2 separate regions of the Ovis aries genome follow, and region 2 is linked to region 1. Evidence: chromatin contacts called from public Hi-C data. All regions are on one chromosome and are shown on one strand. The core of a region is the stretch at or near the end of the contact, and the rest is flanking DNA. Distances in the headings are between cores, read along the strand shown.

What was found. Hi-C and Micro-C count contacts between places; a contact is called where the count stands out from the background.
Region 2: a contact with region 1 is called in a Hi-C map of muscle, with 4 times the contacts expected there. The contact joins the promoter of CNTNAP1 here to the promoter of CAVIN1 in region 1. A contact is called at or near these places in 2 of 16 Hi-C or Micro-C datasets (muscle and skin fibroblasts).

Annotation. Positions count from the first base shown.
Region 1 is chr11:42,251,361-42,259,249 of ARS-UI_Ramb_v3.0, forward strand. CAVIN1 (caveolae associated protein 1) reads right to left here and starts at 1,638. Exons shown (of 2, transcript XM_027974504.2): 1 at 1,031-1,638. The coding sequence starts at 1,501.
Region 2 is chr11:42,470,780-42,477,627 of ARS-UI_Ramb_v3.0, forward strand. It overlaps CNTNAP1 (contactin associated protein 1), which reads left to right and starts at 5,366. Exons shown (of 24, transcript XM_004013400.5): 1 at 5,366-5,699; 2 at 6,563-6,664; 3 at 6,759-6,848. The coding sequence starts at 5,633. CCR10 (C-C motif chemokine receptor 10) reads right to left here and starts at 4,768. Exons shown (of 2, transcript NM_001040287.1): 1 at 4,745-4,768; 2 at 2,805-3,890. The coding sequence starts at 4,768. The coding sequence ends at 2,820. It overlaps PLEKHH3 (pleckstrin homology, MyTH4 and FERM domain containing H3), which reads right to left and starts at 627. Exons shown (of 13, transcript XM_060395637.1): 1 at 32-627. The coding sequence starts at 193. It overlaps LOC132657423 (a long non-coding RNA gene), which reads left to right. Exons shown (of 2, transcript XR_009595598.1): 2 at 728-2,541.

The DNA.
Region 1 (7,889 bases), core at 388-2,887:
TTCCCACCCCACCCAAGATCACCGAGCCCTCGGCTCAGACCCGCCCCTAATGGAATTTGGGCGACAGAGTGGAGAAGAGCAGCGATCCTGAGATGCCCTGGTTTACTTGGGGTTAGGATACAAAAACTCCCATTTTTTTCCAGGCGGGAAGAACGGGGAGAGGTGCAAAGGAAGCAACAAGCTTACTGGGCGGAGCCTGGGGCGCGCCAGCCTCCGGCCGCTTGTCCTCCGGCTCCTCGGCCGCCCCCGCAGGCATGCGGGGTGATTCACCGCGCCCCGACCGCGGGGCCGAGGTGGGGGGTGCTGTCCCCTCCCCTCCACCAGCCCCTTCAGGACTCCTCACGCCGCGGGCCACCACCCTCGCGCGGCTGCTTCCAACAGGCGGAGGAGTAGGGGCGCGCCGCGGGTTAGGGTGTCCCTAAAGGCCGAAAGTGCCGGGAGGCGGGAGAGGATCGCGGCGAGGGGCGGCGTGGGCGGCCGAGGCCGATGCGGGGTCTGTGGGGGCGTGCTGGCAGCCGCGTCCCTCGCCTGGCGCAGCCCCCGCGGTGCGTGCCTGAGCCCTGAATCACCCGCTATATCGGGCGGGCAGCGCCGGAGGCCCCAAACCCGGGCCGCGCCGCCCGTGTCCGCTTACAGCGGGCCCCAGTGGTCGCCAGGCACCCCGGCTCTCCCCAAAACTCCCTCCAAGTAGGAAGACTTTTGACAAGCCAGGTCGGGAGCGATCTGCGGGGCGCAGTGTCCCTGAGTCCAGCCCCCTAACTCGGTTCCGCTACGCGTTGGACACCGGAGGTAGCGGCTGGGTGAGGAGCCGCGGTGTGCACTGCGCGCCCCTCTGAGCGCTCCAGGAGCCCGCCGCCCGCCCACCCACGCCACCCCACCCCACTCCACCCCAGCAGCGCTCGTAGAAAGAGGGTGGATCCCCCGCGCCGGGTCAGGCTGCCGCAAGAGCCGCGCCGCGGGCAGATCTCCGTACCCGGATCCCCGGGCGGGGGACGCCGGGCCTCTGGGCGCGGTCCGCCCGCCAGCTCACCTGATAGATCATGACTTTAAAGTTGCGGCGCCTCAGCAGCTCGGCCTCGTTGACCTCCAGCTTCTTGATCTGGCCGGCCTGGCGCTCCAGGCTGCCGCGCACGGTCTTCACGTTGACGCTGACCTTGCGCACCTTCTCCAGCAACTTGCTCACCGTGTTGCTCGTGGTGGCGTGCGCCTTGCCCAGCTTGCTCAGCTCGCCTTGGATGCTCTGCACGGCGCCCTCCATCTCCGCCTGCCGCTCCTCCAGCTGAGCTTGGGTCAGTTGGATCTGGTCGACGGCGCCGATGATTTTGTCCAGAAGGCTCAGTACCAGCACGCCGTTCACCTGGTCTGATTTGATCAGCTCCTCAGAGCCGGCCCCCGACGGCTCCTCGGCCGCCGGAGCCCCCATGGTGGAGGACCCCTGGTCCCCGGTGTCGGGGTACCCGGAAAGCGGCTGCTCGATGATGTGGAGCTGGGTGTCCTCCATGGCTGCCCGGAGCCGTGCGGGGCCGGCCGGGTGGAGCTGAAGCGGGAGCGGGAGACCCGGAGAAGAGGAAGAGCGAGAGAGAGCGCGGAGGAAACTCGAGCCACGTCCGTGCGCACCGGGATGGTGGCCAGAACTGTGGGGCGGGGGATCGGTGAGTTCCCCGAATCCCAGGCCAAACCCCGGAGGCTCGTCGCCCATTGGCTGGCCCGAACCCAGAAAGGGAGGGACCGGGGCAGAAGGGGAGACCGATGCTGGAGAAGGAGGGGCAGCCCAGGGGGACCCAAGAGCCGAGCGCCCCACCCTTCCTAGCATGGTTGGAATAGTTGGAACGGGAGACCAGGGCCTCCGCTGGCAGTGGAGGCGGCGGGAGCGGGCCTGGGGCGGAGGAATGTGCGCTTGGGAAGGGAAACAGGTCCTGGAGTGTTGCTCTGCTTTTCCCTCCCGCTTGTTTTCTCTCACCCGCAAACCCGCCTCCGCCTTTTAAGTTACAGAGCAGGTCGTCAGGTGGGACAGGATATCCTGAAATTACGAGCAAACTATTGTGTTTGCCGGTGTCCCGTTTTAGAGAGGGAAAGGATCTATGGCTTCCACAGCCTCGTCTAAGGGACCTCTGACTACCCACCCCATCAAGTTACCCAGCACTGTTCGAGAAAGCTTGAGGGGTCGTTTGCGAAGGAAGGGAAGAACTTACACGTTAGAGCCACCGTGGTGCTGAGGAGCCTCCAAGCTCCTCTAGGTCCCTCTTAGAATTATCCTAACAGAGGAGGATAAAGATGGACAATAAAATAGAAACTAGAGCTTTTTACTCATCTCTTTCTAAAATCCACCTTTCTCTGTGTTTCTGCTTGCCCCAGAGGCCTGGCTGACACTGAGCCCAGAGAGCAGGACAGGGAGTTCACCCATCTCTCTGGAGCCCAGAGACTATGGCGCTTTGCAGAAATATCAGACCCCACCTCCTCATTTGACAAACGGGAAACAGAGGGTCTGGAGAGGGCAAATGACTTGCCAGGAGGTTTGCCAGCAACTTCACCTTAGCTTGGAGCTCAAACCAGGTGTCAGGACCCCCCTCTGGCACTTTCCATCTTAGCAGGCTGTATCTTTCACCAGCACAGGGAGGGGCAGATGCTGCCACCCATTTGTGCCACCTGCCTGTCAACCTACAAATATATTTCCCACTATGATGGGTACGAAGGAGCAGGCAGTTCTGAGCAGGATCAAGAAGTCCAGGAGACAATGCCCATTCTCCCCAGTTTTACTCTCTAGCACAGCACTGGAGCAGTACCAGCCCCCTTTCCCCCAGAAAAGCTGCAAACCTTTTCCCTGGTTAGGAAACCAACCTTGGGTTTCCCCAGCTGGATCAATGATGATCTTGGCAAAAGGTCACTTCTCATCTGGCATGCATTATCTTTAGGAAGCATGAAAAATTGCCATGCCCTATTAATCCAGTCAGAGAAGCCACCAACCTAGAAAGAAGCTGAGGAACCCACTGTCTGGGATAGCCTGGAATCATCTGGAATAGTCCCAACAGCTATTGAATAGAATATTTCCCCTGACACTTCAGTTGCTGTTTCCACAGAAACAAGTGGCTTTTTTGTCTGAAATTCAAATAGAATGAACTGGTATATAAAACCACATGTATTTATATACTAGAACACAGATTACCTATTGATTTTAGAATTTGATAAAAAAAAAATGTGTTATAACACTTTAAGTTCCTTCCACTGAGAATTGACAAGACTTCTGGAGAGAAAGAAGAGTGACAGTAAGGAGACTAACTGGACCTTCATAAGGTTCTTATTTTTAAAATATTGATTAGCTTTCATAGGTGCCACATAAGATACAAATTGCAAATAGCACACAAAGAAATATAGTGAAAAGAAGTTTTCTTTCTATTCTTATCTGAAGCAAACTTAATTTCTGGTTCAGGGGACAACAATTATTATTTTCTTGTGGAATCTTCTCTAGGAAGTCTTTGCACACCATATATGTATATCAGCACTTTGCTTTTTTGTCAGTTACTAATATATATCTTGCAGATTGTTCAGATCAGTACAAGAGAGGCCTTGTTTTCCAATGTGCATGGGTGTGGTTAGTCGGTAAGTTGTGTCCAATTCCTTGTGACCCCATGGATTGTAGCCCACCAGGCTCCCCTGTCCATGGGATTTTCCAGGCCAGAATACTGGAGTGGGTTGCCATTTCCTTCTCCAGGGGATCTTCCTGACCCAGGGATCAAACTCATTGGCAGGTGGATTCTTTACCACTGAGTCGCCGGGGAAGGGTGTACTATACTTATTTAACCAGTTGTCTATCAATGGAGATATACAGATTACATTGGGGGATCCTGAAGAGAAGTTTTTGGGGATGATTTGTTTTTGTGGTTGCATGCATAAAAAGAATCAAGTCCATGCCATTCTGACTCTCCCATCAGGAAGGGATTTCTGGTCTTCAAAAAAGAATGTCCATATTTTTTTATGAGTCAAATTATATCCCAGGGATAGTCTAGTGAATATGTCTCTGACTCATCTGATGGCTCTGAGAATTTCGCAGAAAGAGCCCTCCTGCTGCTCGCCTGGATTTGCATCAGACAGGATGCTCTCCGGTTCCTCTTGTTACTAAATGTCAGCTAAATCCAACAGGGGGCGTGCTGAGCCTGGGTGCCCCAGCTCTATTAATACCGGCACTCAGAATGGGAGCCAAACAATCCTTCCCAGAGGAACTTCACTCCGTTTCAGTGAAAATAAGCAGTTTCTCTTCATTTGGAATCGTGTCCGGCCTGCCACAGCTTGCATTCAGGGTTGATGCTTTGCATTTTCCATTGCTCACTCTATTTGCTGAAAGGCACACTGTTCCATTGTGTGCTTTCAGCTGGTGAGGCAGTCTGGAAAAGGGATAGAGAGGTGGAAACAAACAACCCTTTGGCCCAGAAAAAGAACACCAGGATGCAACCCTGTCAGCAGCTGGAATCTCACAGCTCTCTCTCGTGTTGCTCTATCCATCCATCTGTTCAGCAAAGTGTGACTACTTGCCAGGAGCCAGCTACCGGGCTGGGAACTTCAAAAAAGCCCAGTCCCTCCTGTTCAGAAGCTCATAGCGTAGCAGGGGTGACAGATGCATAAATAGTTTCTGATACAAAGTGGAAGGTGCTCCAGCAGCTCAGGGAAGGTTGTCCCCACTTCCTGGGAGAGTAGAGAAGGGTTTACAGGGTACAGCCTCCCGTCCCTTTCCACCCCCTCCCTTTCTGCAGGGACATGAGGTGGGGGCTGGGGGAGTAGCCAGGCATTCTTTTATCAAGGTTCTGCCTTAAATCTTACCAGCTTACACTGAGGGAGCACCAACGAGGTGTGAGGGGTGCAACCTGCAGTGTGGTCCCTTCCGTTTTGGATACGTGCTGGAGAATCCTAGGGAGACAATGTGCTTCGTTAATTATAAATGATTGGGATGAATGATGAATGATGTGTCTTCACATCGGAGAAACCATCTCGAATGGAAAACCAGTCCTCAGCAGCTGGCTCACAGCTGCCACAGACAGCAGTAATGTTTTTCTCCCTAGACTCATAGGCACAATTCTTGCCCCTCTGACGTATATGAAAAGTGCCTGTAATATTTACATATTTCTCTTCTTCAGAAATGCCTGAGACTTCCTTGGTGGTCCAATGGTTAAGACTTCCCCTTCCAAGGCAAGCAGTGTGGATTTGATCCCTAGTCAGGGAGCTAATATCCCACATGCCTCGAGGCCAAAATGAGAACATACAACAGGAGCAATATTGTAACAGATGCAATGACTTTCAAAATGGTCCACATAAAAAATATCTTTAAAAAAATCCATTCTTTCTTTTCCTTCAAACTTTAATGTATAGGATAAGTTTCCTGAGCCAGAAAGCAATGAAAATTGTTCATTAATTACTGCTAAGTCACTGCAGTCGTGTCTGACTCTGTGTGACCCCATAGACGGCAGCCCACCAGGCTCCATGGTCCCTGGGATTCTCCACGCAAGAACACTGGAGTGGGTCGCCATTTCCTTCTCCAATGCATGAAAGTGAAAAGTGAAAGTGAAGTCGCTCAGTCTGCCTGACTCTTAGCGACCCCATGGACTGCAGCCCACCAGGCTCCTCCATCCATGGGATTTTCCAGGGAAGAGTACTTGAGTGGGGTGCCATTGCCTTCTCCATTAATTAATTAATTATTGTTTATTTTGTCCCCTCTACCTTCAGCATGCACTGGTCTCTTAACCTAAAAAAAAAAAAAACACACACACACAGACAAACCAACACTGCAGTCTTAACTGGTTTTCCCTCCCTGACCTTCCAAGGTTGGGTCGTTCATTTTCTCCCGTTCAGGTTCATTGTTTTCTAAAACTGCATATCCCTTACTCCCAATTCAGTCCTTAAATTTCTTCAGTTAATCCAAAAAGGTGGCTTCCTTTCTACTAAAAGAGCACTTAAAAATCACGAATAAATTCCATATTCTACCAATTATCTCTTTTCTAATTTTACTTGAACTCTCCACAACATTTAGCACTAGTGATCCACTTGCCATTAAGACTCTCCCTCTTGACCTTTGTGAAGCCGTATTATTATTACCTTTATAATTATACTATTTTATTCATTTATTTTAAATGTTTATTTATTTATTTTTAGGCCATGGTGGGTCTTCATTGCTGCCCAGGCTTTCCCTAGTGGTGGTGAGTAGAGGCTACTCTAGTTGTAGCGAACAGGCTTCTCATTGCAGTGGCTTCTCTTGCTGTGGAGTATGGGCTCTAGGGCGTGTGAGCTTCAACAGTTGTGGCAAACGGCCTTAGTTGCTCTGCAGCATGTGGAATCTTCCCACCCCCAGGATTGAACCTGTGTCCCCTGCGTCGGCAGATGGATTCTTAACCACTGCACCGCCAGGGAAGTCCTTATTGTTTTTATTCACAGTATTTCTTGTCCTGTTTGCTTTTTTTTTTTCTTTCTCTCATAGTCTTAAAAAAAAAAAAGCTTTTAAAACTAGTTAAAAAATTAAAAAACAATAACCAGTAGCTTTATTGAGATATAGCTCACAGACCATACAATTCACTTACTGAAAGCGTACAGTTTCAATGGTTTTTAGTACATTCACAAAGGTGGTAACCATAATCAATTTTAGAATATTTTCATCACCACTAAAATAATGTCACTTAAAAAACAAATCCATACTATGTAGAAAATAGATAAATGACGAGACTATACTGTAGAGCTCAAGGAACTCTACTTAATGCACGGTGGTGACCTCAATGTGAAAGAAGTCCAAAAGAGAGGGACATTTGTCTATGTGTGGCTGGTTCATTTCGCTGTACAGTAGAAACCATCAGTTCAGTTCAGTTCAGTCACTCAGTAGCGTCCGACTCTTTGTGACCCCATGAGTCGCAGCACGCCAGGCCTCCCTGTCCATCACCATCTCCCAGAGTTCACTCAGATTCACGTCCATCGAGTCAGTGATGCCATCCAGCCATCTCATCCTCTGTCGTCCCCTTCTCCTCCTGCCCCCAATCCCTCCCAGCATCAGAGTCTTTTCCAATGAGTCAACTCTTCGCATGAGGTGGCCAAAGTACTGGAGTTTCAGCTTTAGCATCATTCCTTCCAAAGAAATCCCAGGGTTGATCTCCTTCAGAATGGACTGGTTGGATCTCCTTGCAGTCCAAGGGACTCTCAAGAGTCTTCTCCAACACCACAGTTCAAAAGCATCAATTCTTTGGCACTCAGCTTTCTTCACAGTCCAGCTCTCACATCCATACATGACCACAGAAAAAACCATAGCCTTGACTAGATGGACCTTTGTTGACAAAGTAATGTCTCTGCTTTTGAATATGCTATCTAGGTTGGTCATAACTTTCTTTCCAAGGAGTAAGCGTCTTTTAATTTCATGGCTGCAGTCACCATCTGCAGTGATTCTGGAGCCCCCAAATATAAAGTCTGACACTGTTTCCACTGTTTCCCATCTATTTCCCATGAAGTGATGGGACCGGATGCTATGATCTTTGTTTTCTGAATGTTGAGCTTTAAGCCAACTTTTTCACTCTCCTCTTTCACTTTCATCAAGAGGCTTTTTAGTTCCTCTTCACTTTCTGCCATAAGGGTGGTGTCATCTGCATATCTGAGGTTATTGATATTTCTCCTGGCAATCTTGATTCCAGCTTGTGTTTCTTCCAGTCCAGCGTGTCTCCTAAAAGCAACTATGCTCCAGTAAAATTTTTTAAAAATCTAGAGTTAGTAAAGACAGACTTTATTAGGAAGGATTTTTTACAGGGGAGGAAAGGGACTATAGCAGTCAGGGGTAGGGATTCTATTGTAATAAAGAGAATGCCATGACTATAAGATCAGCAAGTGTCTTGAGAGGTAGAGAGGGAAGTCAACAAGGCTGGAAAGAAGCA
Region 2 (6,848 bases), core at 4,116-6,615, 220 kb after region 1:
AGACAAGGCTCCAAACCCCCCAGGGACTTACCCTCCCGCCGCCCGCTGGACTCGGGGTCCGTAGCTCAAAGGTCTCCTCGTCCTCGTCTTCGTCCCCGTCCCCGCTAAGCTCGCCGTCCCCGTAGTCCCGGTGCAGAAGAGTAAAGCCTCGACGGCAGCAGAGGAGCCACCACAATCCCCCGGGGAGAGGCATCCGGGCGAGCAGCCGCGGGATGGGGGCGCGGGCAGCCGAGGCCGAGCTGCAGGGGGTCGGGGAAACTGGCGGGGCTCCGACCCAAGCAGGAGAAAGATGAGGCGGGAGGAGGAAAAGGGAGTGGGGGAGTGGGAGGAGATGGTGTCTGGCGCTGGGGTGCAGAGGGTCGCTAGCTGGAGCCTGCAGGGGGCTCGGAGTCTGGGCCCCCGGAGGGGGAGGGGGGAAGCGTCCAGGGCAGGGGGTGGGGGGGGAGGGAGCAATGTCCGGAGCTGGGAAGTAGTGTCCGTTGTAGTGTCCAGCCCTGTGGAGGGCAGTGTCCGGTGCAGTGTCCGAGGTGGGCAGTTGTCCAAGCTCCAAGGAGGGTCGTGTCCGGTAGGGCGTCCGGTGGCCGGGGCCCGGGCCGCGCGCGCTGCGCTCCCTGCAGCCCGGGGACTGGCGCGCTAGGGGCGCGAGCACAGTGCCGGGACCCCGCCTCCCCAACCCCCTCCTCTTCGGGCCCCCCTCCCACTTCTTTCTCTCCTCCCTTCTTTTCAGGGCTGTGTCCAGTTTTCGTCACAGCCTCCTCTGTCCAATCCTTGTGCCTGGCGCCGGGCGCGGCCACCAATCAACCTACTGAACCGCGGCGGGTTGCATCATGTGCCCCTGGCTTGGTGACAGCGGGGAGGGGCCGGGGAATAGGGAGGGAGGGGGCAGTGTGATGTTAGCCACGCCCCCGCCTCTGAGGTCAGACGCGGACTGCTAGTGACGTCACGGAAGCCCGCCTTCATGCTCTTGTTTTAACTCTTGGCTTACCAACCAACAAATTAAAAGCCCTCTTGGGCAAGAGCTTTGGAGAACAAAGTGCCCATAGGGCATAGAGGAAACCTCCGAGTGCTGCCCTCCGACTGCTGGCTCGTCACAGGGCTCCTAAGAAAGGAAAGAGCCTTAGCTACCTGCGCCACGCACAGCCCTAGAGGTGTAGCCCTCCGCCCATGGACGGAGTCCAATTCCTCGATCTGAGTCACCTCTTTGAGGTGTAGAAGCTGAGGCAGAGACTCCGGGAAAGTACAGTCCAGGGCCCAAAATAAAATCTAATTTAGAGCGCACAACTCACTGAACTCCAGTTGAAAGAGTAGAGTGACGGGATTCTAGGGCATCCCGTGGTCTTCGAATGGAGTGGAGGCTTCTCAGGTGACGATCCTGCGGTTCTGGGGTAGGAAGGGGTTAACCGAGGCTCTAAGCGGACGGGGCGGGGTCAGAGGGGCGGGGCCAGAGTGACCGCGGGCGCGCGCGTGCGTTGCTGACTCAGCGGCGATTCCCGCGAGCTCTGGTGGAGGGTTCCAGGTTGACCCCCAGTGGCTTGGACCCTTTGAGGATCGGCGCCATCTCCGGGCCTTCCCTGGAGCCTGGTACCGGGAGGCCGTGCTTCTTAGTCTCAGCCCCCGGAGGCTCCGAGAAGGAAAACTAGCCCGAGCTGGGCGGGGCGGGACAGGGCAGGGACGACAGGCCAGCGCCTCCCTGGAGACATCCCCGCCACTCTCCGCCCTTCTTGCCCTGGGTCCCCAGACCCCTGGCTGCAGTAGTCAGGGCAGCTTTGCTGACCGGATGTTAAACTGCGAGAGTTGTGGCACGTGGACACCATTCTGCGTGTCTTGACTATGTAAAACAAAGACTGGGAATCAATGTCTCTAGAGGCCATCCCAGCCTTGTCCTCGCCCCAGATGAGAGAGGCCTGCCCTGAGACTTCTTCGGGATGGAAACCATATACTCTTTTCCCTGTCTGGATCCCAGGCCCTTGCCTGCAGGGAAGTTCTTTCCGTTGTCTTTCCAGCAGGCTCAGTGCATTCCCTCTGACCCTGTCCCGAAGGAAGACGGAGAATGGCTTCACCCCCACCCCCACCTCACCCGTGGTAACCACTCTTTGTAAATCTGCAAATTGGAATTCTCTCCTTGGATTTTCTCCAAGGTGAAAAACTTCAACTCAACTTTTTAGATTACTTTTTTGTCCCTAAAAGAGAACCTTAGAAGGGACTCTAGAGTGGTAACTGAATCCAAAAGCACACCCAAAACGGGAATCTCCTGGCCGCGTTCCTACCCCCACACCAGGCATAGGCACACACAGTCCCGGACAGCCTCAGCCTGAGCATTCCAGAGGCCAGAAACTCGGTACTTGCTAAGGCAGCCATTACTGGATAGCACTCTAGTTGTTAGAAAGCTCTTCCTTACACTGTATCAGGAGGAACCCCCACCCCTCCTCGCCTGGCAACTTTCCCACCTTACCTCTGCTGGCAGAGGCCCGGTGAGAGTGGGTGTCAGTGTCTAGAGCTTTAGCAGGCTCAGGAGACCCCCACCCCCACCCAGGCTCTCAGCGCCTTCCTCTCAGAGCCAAGAGCGGGAGAGTGGGAAGGCGGGGCGGGGGGAACCACCATTTCTGCCCTGCTACAAATCATTTCCAAGCCGGTGACTCAAAAATAGTAACAGTTGTTGAGTTGCATCTCATTTCCATGTTGTCTATTTAATGTGCCAAAGTACAGAAGCAATTCCTTAGGTCCCTACCTCTTTCTCAGTGCCCCCCACCGACTCCCCCTTCCCACTACTCTCCCTGGAAACATTTCCTCAGCCCGCCCAATCCTCTTGATTCGCAGCCCTAGTGGTCCCAGGAGGAGACACTGTTGGTCTCAGTGGGAGCCGAGCAGGAAGAAAGGCGGGGTCGGCGGGGGCAGCGGCCGCCGCCGGGGTGAGGCCCTGGACTGCAGCCCCCACCCCTGAGGAGCCTCCGCAGGTCCTGGCGGAAGCGCAGGCCCAAAAAGGCGTAGAGCACCGGGTTGAGGCCGCAGCGGGCTAGGGCCAAACCCCCGGTCACCAGCAGTGCCAGATCCTTGCGCTTGCTGGCGGGGCAGCTCCGCTCGCGGGCCGCCAGGAGGTCGGCAGTATCCAATAGCAGGGCGAGACTGTAGGGCAGCTGCAGCACCACGAACGCCGCCACCAGGGCCACCACGACGCGCAGCGCGCGCCGGCGCTCGGGCCCCCTGGTGGCCAGCAGCGTGCGGCCCAGCAGCGCATAGCAGGCCGCCATGACGCCCAGCGGCAGCGCGAAGCCCAGGACCACCTGCGCCACGGCGCTCGCCCCTTTCACCGTCTGCGTGAGGCCCTCGGGGAAGATGAGACGACAGCGCCGCTGGCCTTCCCGGTGCCCATCCTGGCTGAAAAGGAGAGCGGGCAACGCCAGGAGCAGCGACAACAGCCACACGATGACTGAGACCAAGTGTGCACGGCCGGGCGCCGAGGGCCGCGGTCCAGCTGGGAGGGCCCGCGCAATGGCCACGTAGCGGTCGGCGCTGATACAGGCCAGAAAGAGGAAGCCGGCGTGGAAGGAGGCCGAGTAGAGGCCAGAGATGGCACGGCAGGTGGCACTTCCCAGACTCCAGCCTTGCAGAGCCCCGGCTGCGGCAAAGGGCAGGGTCAGGGCCAGCAGAAGGTCGGCCAGGGCCAGCTGGAGCAGGTGGGCGGAGGTGGGTGAGCGGGCAGCACGTCGGGCCGCCAGATGGGTGGCCAGGACCAGGCCATTGCCGGCCAGACCCAGTGCAGCCACCGTCAGGGAGACACTGGGTTGGAAGGCGCGACTAAAGGCCTGGACGTCCGCCTTGTAGCAGAGCTCTGGCAAGGGCTCAACCGAATATGCCTCCTCATCCTCCCCAGAGTACGGTCCCCAGGAGACCTGAGGAAGCCATAACAAGAAGAGATCTTATGAGACAAGCCTCAACCACACGGCTCCCCCTCCCACACAAGCATTCCAAGCTAAGAGCCTGTGTGTGACCAGGTACAATGGTACAGTACACAGGGCGAAGACATAAACTCTTTTCTAAACTCTTCCTAGCATATCCTCGACAGGCCTTGACTTCCGGCACACCCCTCCTGTCCCTACATCCAGCTTCCTGGGTGACCTTGAGCAAATCATTTGCTTTTCTGGCTCTCCACCTGTCTAATAGGTAATGTGGAGATCAGAAATCCCCAGGGGTGGTTTGAAACAAGGATTGTTTGAAATAAGGAAGATAATGAATGTGAAGCATCTGTGCTCTCTGAAGGGCCCAGCGTCTGTATTATTAATAAATCTTAAGAGCTTCCATTCTTTTGCAGCGCCATCTCCTGGAAGAACACCCATATTCAGACTTTGCCTCACACTTGGTCCCTGGAATTCTTGCTTGGTCTGGAGAATCGTTTTCTCTCTCTCCTTTCCCTTCTCTCCTCCTCACCCCCCACCCCTAAGCTTCCAGTACAAGGTTCACTGAACTACTCATGATGTAAGGGTTGGAGTTCAGGTTTTCTGGGCTCAGTTAGGACCTTAGACCTAAAGATTCAGCTCACCCTTCCTCTCATCCCCAGTCGTGTCCCCCAACCCCAGCCTCTCATTACTAGCCCCTTCTATCTGGAGGACCCCTGGTTCCAGAGGGTTCCAGGCATCCTAGGTAGGTCATAGGAAGGCAGAGGCCTGGTGCCAGGTGGGGAATCCCATCCGTTCACATTTACCCTCCCTCCCTGTAACCCTTTCCTCCCCCCTGCCCCCACTCCCACCTGTTCTGCGGGCTCAGTCCCCATCTCTGGCTACTCAAGTTTCTGAGGTAAAGCCACCGGGGAGAGAAGTTATAAACTAATGGGACAGGAAGGAAGGGGCGGGGAGAAGGGCTGAGACGGAGGTGGGGATGAGGGTCTGTGGGCCCTCTTTACCTAACTTTCCTATTCTACCTCCTAAAAAAAATAATTTACCTTGCCAGTAGAAAAAGAATGTGTTTTGGAATATTATCACTTGGTAGCTACCTGTGGGATCTGAATAATTTTTTTTTTTTTTTTTACCTCTCTGAGCCTCAGGTTTTTCATCTGCAAAATGGAGTGAGGTAAAAATGCAGAATTCACAGGGTAATGAAGGTGCCTAGCACGCGTGCCTGGAGCAGAATTTGCTGTCTGAAAATGTTAGATTCTTTCTACTTACACTTCTCCCTATCTCCAAGCACCCTCCCTTTCCATCTCTCTTCTTGGATTTTCCAGGATCCCCCAGCCGGCCCTTTCTCCCTTCCCCCATCTTTGCGGCCACAGTCCCTGTCAGCCTCGGGTTATTCAGGGTATTTCCCGGTGGCGGGAGGCTCTCTACCCCCGCCCTTTCGCAGCGGGGCTGAGGCGCGCGCTTGCGCGGGGTCTGGGAAAGCGGCGCGTGCCAGGAGAGCGAGGCTGGGGAAGGGGGGAGGTGAGAGAGGGTGGAAGGAGAAGAGAGAACAGCAGAGAAGCAGGAACGGCACCTAAGGAGACAAGAAAGAAGGGCTGGGGGAGAGTGGGAAGAGAGAGGGGTGGGTAAGGGGGAGAGACAGCCATTCGTTGCAAAAACCCAGGAGGATAGCCCAAGCTGAAACTGGAGCCCTAGCCGGAGCCGGGCACTGGAAGGCGGCCGCCGAGACCCGTCAGCCCTGCATGATGCATCTCCGGGTTTTCTGCATCCTACTCGCCGCGGTCTCAGGAGCCCGGGGCTGGGGCTACTGTGAGTGCAGGGCTCGCAGGCAGGCGGGGTTAGGCCCGGGAGTCCGAGGTCTGCAGGGCGGGTCCCGCACCGCATTGCGGCTGGGTGGTCGCGGGTCGCTTCTCGGCCGGCGCGCACTCGCGCGCTTTCATCCTTTGCAGCCTCTCCCCCGCGCTCCGCAATGCAGCTCCGAGGCTGGCGCGCGCGCCTGGGGCTGGGGCTGGGCTCCGAGCTGAAGATAGAGTCGGCCCGGGCGGGGACTTGGGGCTGGGATCCAAGCGGGAGCGAGTGCCGGGTTTGAGGGTTGGGAATAAGAGTGGTACCGGTGACTCGGGCTAGGGTTAAGGGGACTGGGGCTGGGCTTGGAGCTGGCCCAGGGACCAGCGTTTGGGGTTTGCGGCTAAGGCTGGGGCTGGATATGGGGGTTGGGATCCAGGCAGTATTTGGTGAGCCTATACGATGCTAAATTTGGACATGGAACTGGTGGCGCTAGGACTGGCTGGGGTTGGGGCTAGGCCTGCATTTGGGCTCCGTGCACGTTTGCGGGTGCTGCTGAATGGGACTGAGGCTAAGTCTGGGGATGGATTGATGTCTTGGGGTGACTCAGGTTCTGAAAGATGCTGAGGTATGGGATTGTGTTCTGGGGAGTACTGAACTCCAACTGGTCCTTGGGAGGGTCTGACCTAGGGGTTCCCCCAGGAGGAGAAGCCAGCTTCCCCTCAGTGTGCAGCTGTAGCTGCAGGCCAAGTTGAGCAGGTGGTTTAAGTTAGGGCTGGGTCTGCACTGGGGGGAGTGAAGATGGAGCGCCAGTTGCTCAGCGTTCTGGGCCTTTGGAAAGACTGGGAGGGGCCGCCCTGATAAACATGTCTGTTCCTGCAACCCAGATGGCTGCGATGAGGAGCTGGTCGGGCCCCTGTATGCACGCTCCCTGGGCGCCTCCTCCTACTATGGGCTCTTCACTGCGCCCCGCTTTGCCCGGCTGCACGGTGAGCACGGTGGTGCCCCATGGTGGGGTGAGGGACTCTGAAGGGCTAGAGGTAAAGGGGGAGCCAGTGGTGAAAGCCTTTGTCCCTTCTGTAGGAATAAGCGGATGGTCTCCCCGGATTGGGGACCCAAATCCCTGGCTCCAGATCGACCTAATGAAGAAGCACCGGATTCGGGCTGTGGCCA